4 separate regions of the Mus musculus genome follow, and all the other regions are linked to region 1. A link is a contact called in public HiChIP or PLAC-seq and promoter capture Hi-C data. All regions are on one chromosome and are shown on one strand. The core of a region is the stretch at or near the end of the contact, and the rest is flanking DNA. Distances in the headings are between cores, read along the strand shown. Region 1 holds the start of Helb (helicase (DNA) B). Region 2 holds the start of BC048403 (cDNA sequence BC048403). Region 3 holds the start of Rassf3 (Ras association (RalGDS/AF-6) domain family member 3). Region 4 holds the start of Gns (glucosamine (N-acetyl)-6-sulfatase).

Region 1 (3,736 bases), core at 749-3,248:
CACGTGTGAAGGAAGTGAATGAATAAGAAGCAAAAGGAGAAGGAGGTGGCTACTCCTAAAGTGAGGAGGAGATTTGTATTGTAGATATACGGGGAAGCTGGCAGAACAAGAGTACAGGCTGAACATGGCCTGCAGACTAAACGGGACCTTGAGAGGCCGGTGGTGGGGGGAGAAGAACGAGCAAGAGAGGAGCGGCCCACCAAGGTGGCCCAGGCCAAGTGGCCAATGGAGAGCACAGGGTAAACAAAAGGCGGAATTATACAGGGAAGGGAAGCAAAGCTCATGGGCTGGAGACGTTCAAGACAAGGGGAGGGGTGTGCTAGCCTTATCCTGTAACTGGCTGGGGCTAAGGGATGCAGGGAGAACCTGGCAGCCAGGTAGCATTGATATGTTAAATAGGCAACTAAGTAAGACAATTGTCTCCAGTTGGTTACTGGTAGTAATTCAAACTGTGTAGCAGAGCCTTGGAAACAAAGTTTTCCTCCCAGGAATATTTACCAATATACCTTAGGGGAAGATTAGTTCAGTTTTTCTCAAAACACATTATACCACAGTCCCTCTACATCTGTGGGGGGGGTGATTTCTGACCTCCTCAGATACTAGGGAAAATGCTATAGAGAGGGATAGAGAGATGGCTCTAACTGCTCTTCCAGAGATAGGTCCATTCCCAGCACCCACGTGACAACTAAGTATACAGCCTGGAAGTTTTGCTTTGGGTATGCAGAGTGCACAGACACATATGCTAGCAAAAAAAAAAAAAAAAAAAAAAAACCTCACGCACATGAAAAAAAAAGGAATCTAAAAGAAAGATGCCTGTGCGTATTCGTTATGGTTGATCCTATGCACGTGACATTTGGGTATGACAAATGCCTTTATTAGAAACCAGCAACACAGCTTTGGGGTTTAATAAAAACATAGTTTTTAGGATTAACGTTAGGATAATTACATAATAAACAATAACCTTAAAGTAAAATAGTATTTTATAGCGCCCCTTAAAGGGCACCGCGACTTTTAAACACTATCCATCTAGAGAACCGCGGCCGCAGTATTCAGCTTTTGTTCTTTTTTTTTTCTTTTCTTCTTTTTTTCTTTCGAGACAGGGTTTCTCTGTATAGCCCTGGCTGTCCTGGAACTCACTTTGTAGACCAGGCTGGCCTCGAACTCAGAAATCTGCCTGCCTCTGCCTCCCTAGTGCTGGGATTAAAGGCATGCGCCACCAAGCCCGGCTGTTCTTTTTTTTTCTATCTCAAGTCTGCATATTCTCTGGGCTACAAGTCCCCACCTTTTGCTTTACTGAAAACAGGAACTAGGGCGGTGGACCTAGAGTGTGTTCCAGGTCAGCCAGGGCTACACAGAGAAACCCTATCTCGAAAAAACAACAAAACAAAACAAAACAAAACAAAACAAAACAAAACAAAACAAAAAGAAGTCGAGGAGAGTAGTATATAAACGGGAAAGAAAGCCAGTGGTTTCCAAAGCGGGAAAAGCATAAAAATGGACAACCCAGGTCATGCATTAAAAATGAGAAAGTACATCACAACTTTAACTCCCAATGCAGAGGATATATACAAAGGGACCTAGTTATCTACTTGGATAAATGCCCTCCCTACATGATGTAAATTCAACTTCTCCGCGGCGCTTTTACGTGTAAGGAGGCACCTAGCCGTCGCCACCACGCTCTCCGGATTGGAGATTCACTCTTTTGGGTAGTGCCCCAAGGTCTTTAGAGGCCTCTGCTGTGTTCTTTTTAAGAGAGCGGGCAGAGGATGCCCTGCTTTCCCGGGGTTCTCTGCGCCCAAGAGTCGTGACCTTTCACCACGTCTCCTTCTCCGCAGGAAACGCCCAGCACCTCTAAAAAGAGCAGTTCTGAAACTGTCAGCAGCCAGCCCGCCGTGGTACCTCCCAGCCTGCTGGTCCCGCCTGTCACCAGTCTCCTCCTTTGGGGCGGAGCATCGCTCAGACCACGCCCCCATACCGCCCGCCTCCTGGATGTTCCCGGAAGCTGACCGGCTTACCCGGGTCGAGTTGATTGGTTGCAGTTTTGGACACCGCGCGCCAGGTTTTGTAGAGTTGTTTTGAGCCAAGTTCGCCGAAGAGATAATGGCTAGGCAGGATCGTCTGCGCGAGCTCCTGGGCCCTCTGCACCCGTACAAGAGCGACGACGAGGAGGAGGATTGTGCGCAGGAGGAGGAGGGGGAGCAGGAGGAGGAGTTTGTGGATGCCGAGGAACTCTGCAGCGGGGGCATCAAGGCGGGCAGCCTCCCTGGGCGCGCGCGAGGTGAGCCAGCGCCAGCCGGGCCGGGTTGGCAGGGGTCAAAGAAGTATTTTCGATTCTCACTGCCCGGCACCCAGCGTCCTTGACTGTTGACAGACAGACCTGTGGTGTGACTGGCTGCTTCACCGTACTTAGATGTGGTAGTAATAGTCGTAATGACTCAGAGCACATACTGTGTTAAGCTTGGTTTTTTCATATATCGTCTCGCTTAAAGTTAACAGTTGGGGGTAGTTTTACAGTCGAGGAAATAGATGCACCCTCATTCCCACCCAGAAACAGAATCCTTTAATTATTGTACCACGCTGGCTGAATAAGAGACGGAGTTGCTGTTAAGCAACTTTGAGAAAAAGAGCAAGCGCGCGGAAACACACGGCCACACACACACACACACACACACTCACATACACACAGATTTACACATATACATACACACATACATAAACACACTCATACACATTTACACACATACACTTACACATACATATACATGCCCACACATTCACACATACATGTTCATACACACACACACACACACACACATTGTATTTTCATGGTCTAGTACAGTAATAGCTGCTGACCAGGACCATGTGTGGCAACTGACCATTGGCAATTTAAACACAACTTTGGCTGTGTTTGAAATTAAATAGAAAGGATTACATGTTGATGGAAGTGTAACTGGCTATCCTGGCCAAGCATTTGCTACTGGGACAGGCCAGGGAGAGAAAATGGCGAAGTTGCTGTCTCAGTGGAAATACTACTTGTGAATTAAGCAGCCATTTTGGTTTTTTTTTTTTTTTGAGATTTATTTATTTTGTGTACATGAGTGCTCTATCTGCATCTATACCTGCATACCAGAAGAGGGCATCAGATCCCATTATAGATGATTGCGAACCACCATGTGGTTGCTGGGAATTGAATTCAGGACCTCTGGCAGAGCAGCCAGTGCTCTTGGCTGAGCCATCATGTCTATAGCACCTAGGCAGACATTCTTTAATCAGAGAAGTAACCCCAACTTAGTACTTAGTACCAGACAGCACTTGGAGAAGTGACATTCATGAGATGCAGACACGGCTTTGCTAAAGAAGTCCGCTGAGCTGAGCTCTGTGGTAACTGTAGGAACTGGCCAGGAGCAGCATGTACCTCTGAGTAACTTCATGCAGAGGGAGGCACCATGGAAAATTCTTTAAGACCTACATAAAGGCTGATACTGGCTAAGGCGGCGGTAATAGGGAGACTGGATTTAGAAGAATCAGATTCATGGCTTGAATTGTGCCTACTTCAGCAACACCCAGATGGAGCAGCATTCTGTTGTAGACAGAGTCAGTCAGAGTGAGGTGTTCCAGGTAGCGGGTAGATGTCTGTATGGGTGCTGCCTGTGTGTATGTGTGAGGGGATCAGAGTGAGGTAAATGTCGAGGGAAATCATAACAAATTTCCTGTTATCTCCCCTTCTCATTTAGTG
Region 2 (3,736 bases), core at 684-3,183, 1.6 Mb before region 1:
GGTATGACCTGAGAGATAGGCTCCCCTACAAGACAGCTGAGGTTCAAGCAGAACTCAGCACTTTATACAATAAGGACCACTTCACAGAAGCCAAGCCAGAGACAGGAAAGGACGTGTACAGGTTCGTAGACGTGGTGGCCAGTTCTTTTTACACAAAATCCTGGTGCATACAATTCAAACTTAGTGCAGACTTAGTTAGTTAGTTAGTTACTGGGATCCACATATGGACTTTAGGAAACCCAGTTGCTCTTTCTCATTCTATATATCTGGTACATACATACATACATACATATGGGGAGGATAATCCTATGGATGGGCTCAAACAACAATAAAGTTAAGAATCATGGTACCTGGGTCAATCATTGTTTTTATAGGGAGGAAGCCTAAAACATCTCAAACTGCCAGAATATTATCCACCTTCGATATTACTGCTAGAATGTATCATATATATGATATATATCAAATGCATACATGAATAGTCATCATATAAATAATATTTGTACATGCTTTGAATAAAGGATATATATACATATATATGTATATATATATATATACACACACACACACACACACACACACACACTCAATCTGGTTATTCAAGGCAGGTGTGTTCAGGTTTGAGACCCACCACCTCCCATAAAATGCATACCCAACTCACTACACTGTAGAAAACAGGACAGTAACCCTGTAATAGCAATTGCACCTTTGGGCCCATTAGAGAAAAACAGAGTAAAATCTCTGGCCACTTTTTACCAATAACTAAGTAACAATCATTTGAAAAGCTACAGGCCTTATCATCTCAGAAAGTCCTTTGCCCAGAGTGTTTACCAAACGTTCAGTATTCAGCGAGCTACCTGGCAATAGAAGGGGATCAACTCTATATGTAACGTACACTCTCACTCTCTTTGATGCCAGAGATGTGTATCCTTCACTCACGAAAGGCCCTCCAACTTGTAATAACTAAAGGGTCAAGAAGAAACCTAAGTATTACAACTGCCTATTCCAATTTTTTGGTAGTCAGCTATCATTTGTCATTATTATTAAAGGTAATACTTTGAATGCACAGCCCTTGGCTTTTATGAAGCCGACTGTTTCTTGTAGTGGTAGTCCTGCATCTTATTTTGAGGGTTAAAATTTACATGAGGACTAGCAGTGTTCACTATCCTGTCCCTTAACGCTTCTCCAGTTAAGGTTTTGCATAATTCCTGCCCTTCCTGGCCAGGATCTGAAGAGGGGACAGGACGCCCCTCTGTATAAGAGGCCAGACAAAATAGCATTTATTAACACACCTAGCTTCCATCGCCTGCTTTTGCTCCTCAGACCGCAGTGAGGTCTAACTAGTGAGTTAGAACGGGGACACAGAACTTGGTTAACTTGTCATTTATGAAACCAGTCCATGCACGGTGCAAAACCGTAAACCCACGGGGTTTGGAGCATGCCCAGGGAAGAGCATCCTCCCAGTCCACCTAGGCAGCGATGGCACAGGCCGGTGGGCGGAGCTTGCGGCACACTAGGGAAGAAGGGGCACCGGTGGGAGGAGACCTGGGCAGAGTGGAGCCTGCCGCTGGGAGTGACGAGGCACCCAAGCCAAGCAGACCAGGCAGCGCACCCCCTTTCCTTCCTCCTCAGGGGCAGGGGCGGGGCGGAGGTACCTAGTTTCTGCCCCAGGTAGGTGAGGCTGTGATAGACCTTCTCAGCCGCGGCCAGGTGCGCCAAGGCCGCCAGCAGCGACAGCCAGCTGCCCCCCGCGCTCTTGTTGGCCTCTCGTTCCTTCTCCACATTGTCCTTGGCCTTGTCGTAAGAGAAGATACCCAGGTGAGAGAAGAACGTCTCCAGCACCGCCTGTTCCACCGGCACCGGGGCGGCTAGCGGGATAGACTCCCCCATGCGACCTGCGCGCCAGCTCCACCCACGTGGCTCCGCTCGCACTTCCGGGTTCTGAGGGGGACGCGCGTGCGCAGCTGCGTGCGTGCGCGTGCCCGCGGCGGGGCGGGCGAGCCGGCTGGCGGCGGGATGCTCCCGGGGCTCGCAGAGGGCGTGGCGGAGGTGAAAGGTGGAGGTGGCTACCAAGCCTAGGAACCTGAGCTTCCAGAGCCAGAGACCTGCAGCGGAGCCACCTCCAGCCCCGGGACGTCTCCTGCCCTCCGGAGGCCCCTGGAGGCCAGCGCCTTAGCGCGGATGACGTCACACGGGCTTGACGTCAGCTCTTGCGTGTCCATCAGAGCCAGAAGCCTTATCAGCCCTTACACCACCAAGGTTGTCAGATGGAAGCCAGACAGGAGTTCATAGCTAGTCGCCTAGTTTTCAAACCGACACACGCCATCAGTTAACATACCTGGCTAAGTCAGATCTGCATGAGTCGGTCAGCTTCCAGAGCTACAACTCTCTTCAGAGTTGCCCATCCATCTCCAACTCCATGAAGCTTCCTTGCGGGGGTTCTCAGAGTCAGGAATGACTTCCCATGAAATCGGTGCATTTTGTCATGCAGTTTCTTCACACGTTCATACGACATTTAAGAACACTAAACCATCTCAGCTCACAAGTGTGCTTTGAAATATTTCACGTATAAATTGTACGAATTAGAGAGTTTCACTGGGACATTTCCACGCATGAATATATCATGCTTTGACCATGTCCATCTCTCCTTCTCTCTCTTACACTCCTCTCTTCATCTTCCTTTGGCTTTCTTCCCAGTCCCTAAAAGTCCTTCTTCTCACATAATGCAAACCTAGGAAAAATAGTCACAGGGTATGCCAGACAAAGGGCTAATGTTTTAAGTTTTAATGGGCCAAGATCTCTTTCTAACCAGTAAAAACGAGAGGTTATGGACCTGTTGAGATGACTGTGTAGGGGCACTCGCTGCCCTGCCTGAGGCTCTGAGTCAGATGCTAGAAACCTACATGAGGAGTGCTGAGTCCTGCACGTTATCCCCTGACTTCCACATGAGCACGCAGGTATACTCACACAAAAACACGTGTTTGAAAGGCTATGTACATACTAGTCTCAAGAGAAATATGAAATGCAATTTTTATACCCAATTGAACCATTCAAAAGAATGCAGGCTAACTACTATACTCCTTATGAAGTGAAACTTCTTTCTGCTGAAGGGTCTGTGTAGAGAGAGTTGGTCTTGAATAGTCCGAGGCCTCTGCCTACTGTGTGTCAATGATACCCAGACCCAAAATAAGTTTCAAATATTGTTATGTGGGCTGGAGAGATGGCTCAGCAGTTAAGAGCACTGACTGTTCTTCTGGAGGTCCTGAGTTCAAATCCCGGCAACCACATGGTGGCTCACAACCATCTGTAATGAGATCAGACGCCCTCTTCTGGTGTGTGTGAAGACAGCTACAGTGTACTTACATATAATAAATAAATAAATCTTTGGGCCAGAGTGAGTGGGGCTGGAACAAGCAGGAATGTGTGTGTGTGTGTGTGTGTGTGTGTGTGTGTGTGTGTGTGTGTGTTGTAGGGGCATGTGTTCACATGAGTGTGTGCCTGTGTGTTTGAGTGCACATACTCAGTATGTGCTTTCATGTAGAGACCGGATATTATTGTTTCAGGTGTCTTTCTTAATTTTCCCCTCCCTTTTTCTTTAACACGGGTCACTCGTTGAGCCTAGAGCCCACAGATTGTTTAGGTTAGCTAGCCTATGAGCTCGAGGGATCCAACAGTCTTGACCCACCCACAGCCCAGGTTACAAACATTTGTCTCAAGCCCAGCTTTTATGGAGGATCTG
Region 3 (3,736 bases), core at 565-3,064, 1.4 Mb before region 1:
TCTAAAGGCATACATGCAGGGAGAACATTATATACATAATAAATCAACAAATCAATAAATCTTTAACCCACCCACTACTCAAACTGGAGTATTTAACTGAAGCCCCTGTTATTTCAATATGGCATTATCTGAATGATGTCACAGTAGGAGTTAAAGAAGACAAATCTTGCATGGAGTGATTGTCCTCTTCTCTTACATTTGGCTCCTAAGTACACAAGGAACCTGTAAAGTAAGGCTTTCCGGCTAAAGGAAGAGTAAAGCCAGACTCTGCTTTCTAGTCATCCATAGTCGAGTGGTGCCTGGGAAGAAGTCTTTCAAGTAAGGGCTTTAAAATAGGCTGTGACTCTAAGGCCCCTCTGGGGGTGAGTTCCCTGGAGTGAAAGGCCAGTTTGCATGCTGAACACGTGAATAAATCTGCAGGAAGGCAGATAAGTCAGCCTTCTTTCTGCCCGAGGGAGGAAGGAACTACACAGGAGCCATTTCTTTCCCTTGTCCCAGACTTCTCTCCGGTCTGGCTTTCCCCCCTTCTCGTTCTCAAGTGACGATTAGGCACTCAGTCCTGATTCCAGGAAGGGTACACAAAAACGCCACAGAAGCAGCGGGTCTCAGCCTGAAGGCGACTGCTACCTTTATGTTTTAGTCACAGCACTGGGGGAGTAGAGGAGAAAAGGGCTTAGCCATAAGCAATGACGAGTTTCTCTTTTAAAAAACTCCTTAAAAAACAAAACAAAAATTCTGCTACGGCCTGCATATCATAGCAGCCTTAAAGCTTCAAACCCTCTTTCCCATCAAGGTCTCTTGCAAGCAAGTTAGTAGGACTCAAGTCAACTCCATCACGCCAAGGGGAAAACGACCCCCCAGGTCACCCTAAGCAAAAAAAAAAAAAAAAAAAAAAAGTCGCATTTTAAAAATTTAGCAGATTCCCGAAGGGAAACCTTGTTTTTTGTTGTGTGGGTGAGAACGGAGTGGTCTAATCTACTTGCTCCCCCATGGGGTGACCATGTAAGGTTGCTTGTGGGAGGCGACATTTCCAAAGTGCATTTAAATTAAAAGTACTGGATTGTTCGGTGATTATGAAATTTGTCCCCCAAATTCTCAACTGCTTTAGCCATCCACATTTGGGACACGCCTTCGCCACAGGGAGGCGGGAAAGCTTTACCACCGAAGTTCAAAAGAACCAGAGAGGATGTTTTCTTTCAAATAAGCACAACCCAGTCGCTCTTACCCCACCCACCTCTGCTAACTTATAACGGTTTGGGAGGGGCCAGCCGCACGCGTGGCTCGACCCCCTCGACCCAGACCGTTTCCACCAAGGCCGAGCCCGAAGGAGAGTGGGAAAAGTTCTCCATTATATTGCCGCCCTCTCCAAAACTTCGGCTCCAGTGACGGGAAATCACTGAGGAGTTTGCAGATTCCGGGAGGTTGGGGAAGCCCTCGGGAGAACTGTTCCAGCAGGGGCGGTGCTCGAACCCACCTTCCTCCAACAGTCCACCGGTGCTAGGACGGAGGGGCGTGGCTGAGGGCCGCGGGCGGGGCCCCACCTGCGCGCGCGGAGCTGGGCAGGACGCAGCAGCGGAGGCCCGTGGGGCGGGGCCTGGGCGGGGCCTTGGTAGCAGGGGCGTGGCGTGTGCTGGGTCCTTGACGGGCTGGGGGCGGGGTCTTGGCTGGGCGGGGTCTGGTTTGAGGTGGGTGGGGCCTTGCCAGGCGTGGGGGGCTGGGTCCAGGAGGGGGCGGGGTCGTGGCGCACCAGAGCCGGGAGGCGCCCGGAGAGGGCGGCTGATCCTGCGGGAGGGGACCAGACGGCGGCTTGAGCGGCGGCTGCAGCTGCAGCAGGACGGCTTGCCGGCGGCTCGGGGCCGCGCGCCGGGAACCTCACGGGGCGGGCGGGCGCCGCACCCCGGCCTGGCCGCCTGCGCCCCGGGGAGGCCCCCTGCGCGCAACCGGACCAGCAGCATGAGCAGCGGCTACAGCAGCCTCGAGGAGGACGAGGACTTTTTCTTCACCGCCAGGACCTCCTTCTTCAGGAGAGCGCCTCCGGGCAAGTCCCGTTCGGGTCAGCCGGTGAGTGGCGTGCTCGGGGGTCTTGGCTCCACGTGTCTGCGCCCGCGCTGGGCGATGCTCGCCCGAGGGCTGCGGGGCTCTGAGAGTGGCCTTTGCCCTTTCGGCGCCTGAAAGGTGCTGGGAGCCTGTGCAGTGGGCGTGGGCCGCCCGAGGCGAAGGAAGGAGGTGGAAGGGCGCGGAGCCAGATGGCCTGGGCCTCTCTGCTTGGGGGACGCCGGCTGCGGGAGCAGCTCCAAAGAGCCGGGAGGTCCCCGGGCCACTCGGGATGGCTCCCCCGACAGCCCTTCGGGGCGACGGCCGGGTCACCGCGCCGTCCTGGCTGCAGTTTGCTTCTAGCTGCAGTTTGCTCGATGGCCCTGAGTGGCTTGAGGGCACGCAATAGCCCAAAGTGACCGAGCAGCCCCGGTGCGGGCAAGCTGCAGGGTAAAGGGACCGGGCGATCGTCGGTGCTCACTAAAGTCTGGGTCTCATCAGGTCCGGTTTGCGGGTCCTGCGGACGTCCTGGGTAGACTTAGCTCCAGAGGGCTGAGCCTTACGCCGATTTCTTCCTTTTTTGGAGGAAGGGTGCCGTGGGAAGCGTGGCTTGGGAAAAGACAGTACGGGAAGTTGTGCCAGTTTCACAGATCGGGACAGGGATTATTATTATTTTTTTTTAGGGGCGTCTTCCAAATGGGGCACTTTGGCCGGACTTGTAAGGTCGGCGCTTAACCGGTGGCCTTCTGGCCCTGGAAGCCGCACCAGGGAGCCTGGCCAGCTCGGCCACGCTCTCGTCAGATATAGGAGCTTTAACGGAACAAACTTGTTGCTCCTAAAAACACCACAGACGCACACCAGAGGTTTCTGTCAACTCTGGAGATGAAAAACAAGAGAAACTAATCGTTCAGAGGCCCAGTGATGGGGATTTTGGTGGAGAGAAATCTCTGCCCAGACTGCCCTTGCCAACCCTTTTAAGTTTAACAGGCCGTTGTTTTCTAAAGTAAAACTCCTTTATCAGATTTGGAAGTTCTAGGCTTTTTGGTCTATTAGATTTCCAAACTAAGAGGAGGAGGAGGGTGAAAGGCTAGGATGAGGTCATTATTGCTAACAACTAGTCCCCTAGTGAAGGGCTAGCTAGGGTGGGTGGTAGCATGCCTTTATCCTCAGACTTCAGGTTGCTCCGTTTACTAGGGTGACCTTTTATTTTCAGTAGAATGTGCTAATGGGGGAATTTGGAAGTCAGAGATTACCCACGACTCCCACTCCCACACTGCCTGGCCTACCTCCTGTGGGGCAGACAAGAAATGGCCTTTTCCCCCTTTCTCATCTAGTTTTTCCCTCATTGGGGTTCTTCACCACTTTACATATTCCCCTCCCGTTTGCCTTGTAAAGAGCTTGAGCCAGTTTGACTTGTATTCCAGAAGTGCCTGGTAATTTCCAGAAAACCAGGGGGTTCTTGAATTCTACCGGTGTGGGAGTCCCCTCCACGGGGGTCCAGCCAGAATGCTGTGGTTGGAAGTCAAGAATCTTGTTCCTGCTTTTTAGTAGTTGAAGCGGCAGCTGGGGATGTAGCTAGTAGCTTGCCTAGTACTTACTGCATAATATGGGGTTGTAGTTCACAGTAGTGTGTCTGTCTGTCTGTCTGCCTGTCTGTGTGCAGGCAGGAAGATCAGCAATTCAAGGTCATTATCCAGACCCC
Region 4 (3,736 bases), core at 800-3,299, 1.3 Mb before region 1:
TCTGGCTACTACAAATACTTTATATATATTTTAAAAAAAGAGCCCAGGGCCATCGAGGTGACTCAAGGGTACATGCAAACCTCTGCCAAGCCTGAGGAGTTTAAGCTCCCAGGACACTCGTGGAGAAGGGGGGACGCCGTCTTCTAACCTCCACTCTATTCAGGCCACTGTGTGCACATACGCTCCCCCTATACACACATCCTACTGGTATAAAGAAGCAAACAGAAAAAGAGAAAGTTCTAGAGGCAAGTACCATTAACACAAAGTGAAAGACCTCGACTATACACAGACAACAGCTGTGCTAAGTGACAGTCACTAAGCTGGGGCACCTTATATGTAAGTAGTGGATTTTGTTTCCAACAGCAGTATTAAGGCTGACCTGTTGAGTACTCTGGGAGAGACAGCATTTTTTTTTTTTTCCTGAACAAAATACTTTTTTTTTTTTGAAATCCCAGCACCGGTGAAACAGAAGATGGATCTCTGTGAGTTCAAGGCTAGCCGCGGCTATACAGTGAGACCCTGTCTCAAAACGAAACAAAACACAACCAAACAAACGAAATAAAGCAAAGAGAAAGAGAAAGAAAGAGAAGAGAGCTATGGGAACTGTTGGAGGGAGGGATAATAAAACCTAAGAGGGAATTAAGTCAAGACTTTTGGTACAGGGGGTGGGGGCTCGCTCTGAGAGAGAACTGGCTTAGCAGGCCCTCCAGCAGGGTGGGAGGGGAGAAGAGATTCAACATCCTTATGGCTCAGGGGATACCACAACAGCAACAAGGCGATGAATGGGATCTATGTAGATATAGAGAAGGGCCAAGGGGATTGGTAACAGAACACCATCTAGAAAAAGACAGTTCGCGGAAGGCAAAGTGTTACTGCCCAGCCCAGAAATACACAGGCTCTGCTAACCATTATCACATGTGACACGTGGAAAACCAAAATGTTGGCTCACTAGACTCATTTCACAACTCACTGATCAGCTGGGACCAGCAACTTGAAGGACATTGAGCCAGGGTTAATGACCACACAGGAAAAAGTAGGACCCTCCTGCTTAGAGGTTTCACAGCTACCGCAATCAGCTGAAAGCAGAAGGAGAACCGAAAGAGGGAGAGAGTCTCGACTTGTTTCTTTTTCCTTTTTAGTGAGAGCAATGCTGACCCAGGACGGAATACCATTGGAGGGTTGGTCCTAATCTGCCTCCTCCCGCTCAGTGCTTTGGGCAAATCCCTAGAGCACCAATGGATGGAGATTGGCGTTCATGTTCCCAAAGGTCAAATTCCGGAACCTCGAAAGAGCAGAAGTGACTGGGAAGGAAATGCAGTCTTCATGACTAACACCCATTAGACCTAAATTGGAGCCCTGACAGTAATGCCTCAGCCAACTGTTCGATTAGGCCAATTGATTTTGGTTTTGATGCTTCTTAAGCAAAAACACTCTCTGTCAATAACAGCTCGACAGCCTACAAACCCACTTTTATAGCCACCACAGAAGCACGGATGCCGACGTCCCAGGTCCTCCGTGAAGAGGGCTGACGTGGCCTCGGATCTCCCTAATCAATCACTGGCCTCCACAGGTTTGCCCTGAGCGGCGAGTGTCCACTGCAGCAGTAAGGTCCAGGCTGGAGGCACCGTGCGCACGGTGCGAGCCTGTGGGTGAGCTCGGGGGAGGAAGCCGGGTCCCATGACTCGTCCAAGCTCCCGGAGGGCCCGGAGTGACCGCGCACAGCCACCCACGGCCAAGCGGCCCAGCAAAGGGGCAAGGGGAGGGCGTGGACACGAGTTACCATGCCGCCGAGCTCCGCGTCCTGGTCGTCGGTGAGCAGCAGCAGCACGTTGGGCCTGCGAGCCGCCCCCACGAGCCCCAGGCAGCCTCCCAGCAGCGGCAGCAGCAGCAGCGCCGGCAGGCGGCGGGGACGGCCCGGCCGGGGCCCGGCTGCCGAAGGGAGCCGCATGGCGGCCAAGCTCCGCGGGGGAACCGAGAGCTGCGGAGAGACGCCGGTGAGCGCAGGAGACGGGGTCAGGCTTTCTCTCCCTAGGCGAGATCACGTGAGGCGGGGCAGGGGGCGGGGCGCGTCGTCACGTGACGGGCGGCCGTGGGCGGGGCCTGGGGAGCGGCGGAGAGCCCGGGCGCTGGGCAGGGCTGGACAGAGCTAGGACCGCGCGGAGCCTGGCCTCGCCACTGGTTAGGCCTGCTCCTGATGCTGCAGGAGGAAGGACAGAGCACCGGAGATGAAGACAGGAGTCAGTCCGCTCATCTTCCCTCCAGAGTGAAGCAGCGCACGTGCTGTGAACACAAGATCAGCTGCTGGTTAAAGTCCCGGCCAGTCCTGGGGTTAATGGACAGCTCTGCCTGTGTCCTTTGACTTTTCACCTGTCGAGGTGAAGTTCTCATTTGGCTCAGCTGTTGTTATTCCACTTTCCTCGGCTGGCATGTACTTTCAAACAATTTAGGAACGTCTTTACGACGCTAGGAGCTCTGGTCAACGTTTCAAGTTTTAATCACACTTTAATTTACATTTATTTTTGTGGGTTTTGCGTGCTCACGCACCTTCCGCGGCACGTGTGTGGAGGTCGGAGGGCATCTTGCGGGCGTCAGTGCTTTCTTTCTGTGGAGTGAGTGCAGGGGATCTAACTCAGGCCCTCAGGCTTGGCGGCAGGTGCCTTGGCATCTTGGCCAGTCCTACTTGGTGAGTTTTTGCAAGCCTTCTTGGAAACTTAGAAGTGCATGGCTCAGTGGTTACGAGTACTAACTGCTGCTCTTCCAGAGGTCCTGAGTTCAAATCCCAGCAACCACATGGTGGCTCACAACCATCTGTAATGACATCCGATGCCCTCTTCTGCTGTGTCTGAGGACAGCTACAGTGTACTTATAATAAATAAATAAATAAATAAATAAATAAATCTTAAAAAAGAAAAGAAGTGCACGACCAGTAGCAACACATCCTTTGTTGAATGAAACCTCAAAAAATATTTTAAGTTAGCTAAAAAGTTAAGTTGCTGTTAGGGATTCCTGCGAGGTCAATGCACGATATACCAAGTGAGCACTGTTCTATGCAGAACAAAAGAAGGTACAGCCATTTGCCAGTTGATTGTGTGTTGGACTCACACCTTTGCGATTTCTTTTTAAAAGATTTATGTGCATGAGTGTCTGTCTGCATGCATGTATGTGTACTATGCTTGCCTAGTTCCTGGGGAAGTCAACGAGAGCGTCTGACCCTTGGGACTGGAGTTACAAATGGTTGTGAGGCACCACGAGGGTTCCTGGGAGTTGACATGGGTCCTCTGCAAGAGTACCATGTGCTCTTAACCACTGAGACATCTGTCAGACAACTGGACACAGAACCTTCGAAAAGTATTTTTCTTTTTTTTATTTTACATCTAAAAATAAAGCAGATAGTTTATAATAACATACAGTATTGTACAATTAATATAATATACAATAAAAATGTATAGGATCTCTGTGACCTATGAGACACGACAATGTAGTCCACCACTCACAGGACTGGAGTTAGAAAAAGAAGAAATAATTTTTTAAATGAAATAATAGCTTCAAAACGTCTAAATTTTGAGAAAATAAGATCCAAGGAACTCAGCCTCGTGCAGAAAAATCAGAGACAGTTTTCCCCTAGCCATGATGGCAAATACTCGCAATTCCAGCTCTTAGGACACTGGGAGAAAGAGGATTATACGTTTGAGGCTAACCTGGGCTTAGGCTATAAGAACCTGTCTAAAGAAAAAGA

What was found. Promoter capture Hi-C pulls out the DNA fragments that hold promoters and counts their contacts. HiChIP or PLAC-seq counts read pairs in DNA pulled down with a chosen protein or histone mark.
Region 2: a contact with region 1 is called in a promoter capture Hi-C map of pre-B cells, with 2.6 times the contacts expected there. The contact joins the promoter of BC048403 here to the promoter of Helb in region 1. A contact is called at or near these places in 3 of 39 promoter capture datasets (liver, neutrophils and pre-B cells) and 1 of 9 other capture datasets (liver).
Region 3: a promoter capture Hi-C map of the C10 cell line shows a contact between it and region 1, with 4 times the contacts expected there. The contact joins the promoter of Rassf3 here to the promoter of Helb in region 1. A contact is called at or near these places in 2 of 39 promoter capture datasets (the C10 cell line and the SN4741 cell line).
Region 4: a contact with region 1 is called in a FOXA1 HiChIP or PLAC-seq map of pancreatic cancer cells. The contact joins the promoter of Gns here to the promoter of Helb in region 1. A contact is called at or near these places in 4 of 39 promoter capture datasets (the 3T3-L1 cell line, the C10 cell line, hippocampal neurons and 1 more), 1 of 115 datasets of contacts at active chromatin or transcription factors (pancreatic cancer cells) and 1 of 9 other capture datasets (adipose tissue).

What each region holds. Positions count from the first base shown.
Region 1 is chr10:120,111,227-120,114,962 of GRCm38.p6, reverse strand. It overlaps Helb (helicase (DNA) B), which reads left to right and starts at 1,998. Exons shown (of 13, transcript NM_080446.2): 1 at 1,998-2,278; 2 at 3,735-3,736. The coding sequence starts at 2,101.
Region 2 is chr10:121,738,127-121,741,862 of GRCm38.p6, reverse strand. It overlaps BC048403 (cDNA sequence BC048403), which reads right to left and starts at 1,933. Exons shown (of 3, transcript NM_173022.3): 1 at 1,653-1,933. The coding sequence starts at 1,887.
Region 3 is chr10:121,474,328-121,478,063 of GRCm38.p6, reverse strand. It overlaps Rassf3 (Ras association (RalGDS/AF-6) domain family member 3), which reads left to right and starts at 1,814. Exons shown (of 5, transcript NM_138956.3): 1 at 1,814-2,061. The coding sequence starts at 1,954.
Region 4 is chr10:121,363,403-121,367,138 of GRCm38.p6, reverse strand. It overlaps Gns (glucosamine (N-acetyl)-6-sulfatase), which reads right to left and starts at 2,049. Exons shown (of 14, transcript NM_029364.4): 1 at 1,781-2,049. The coding sequence starts at 1,948.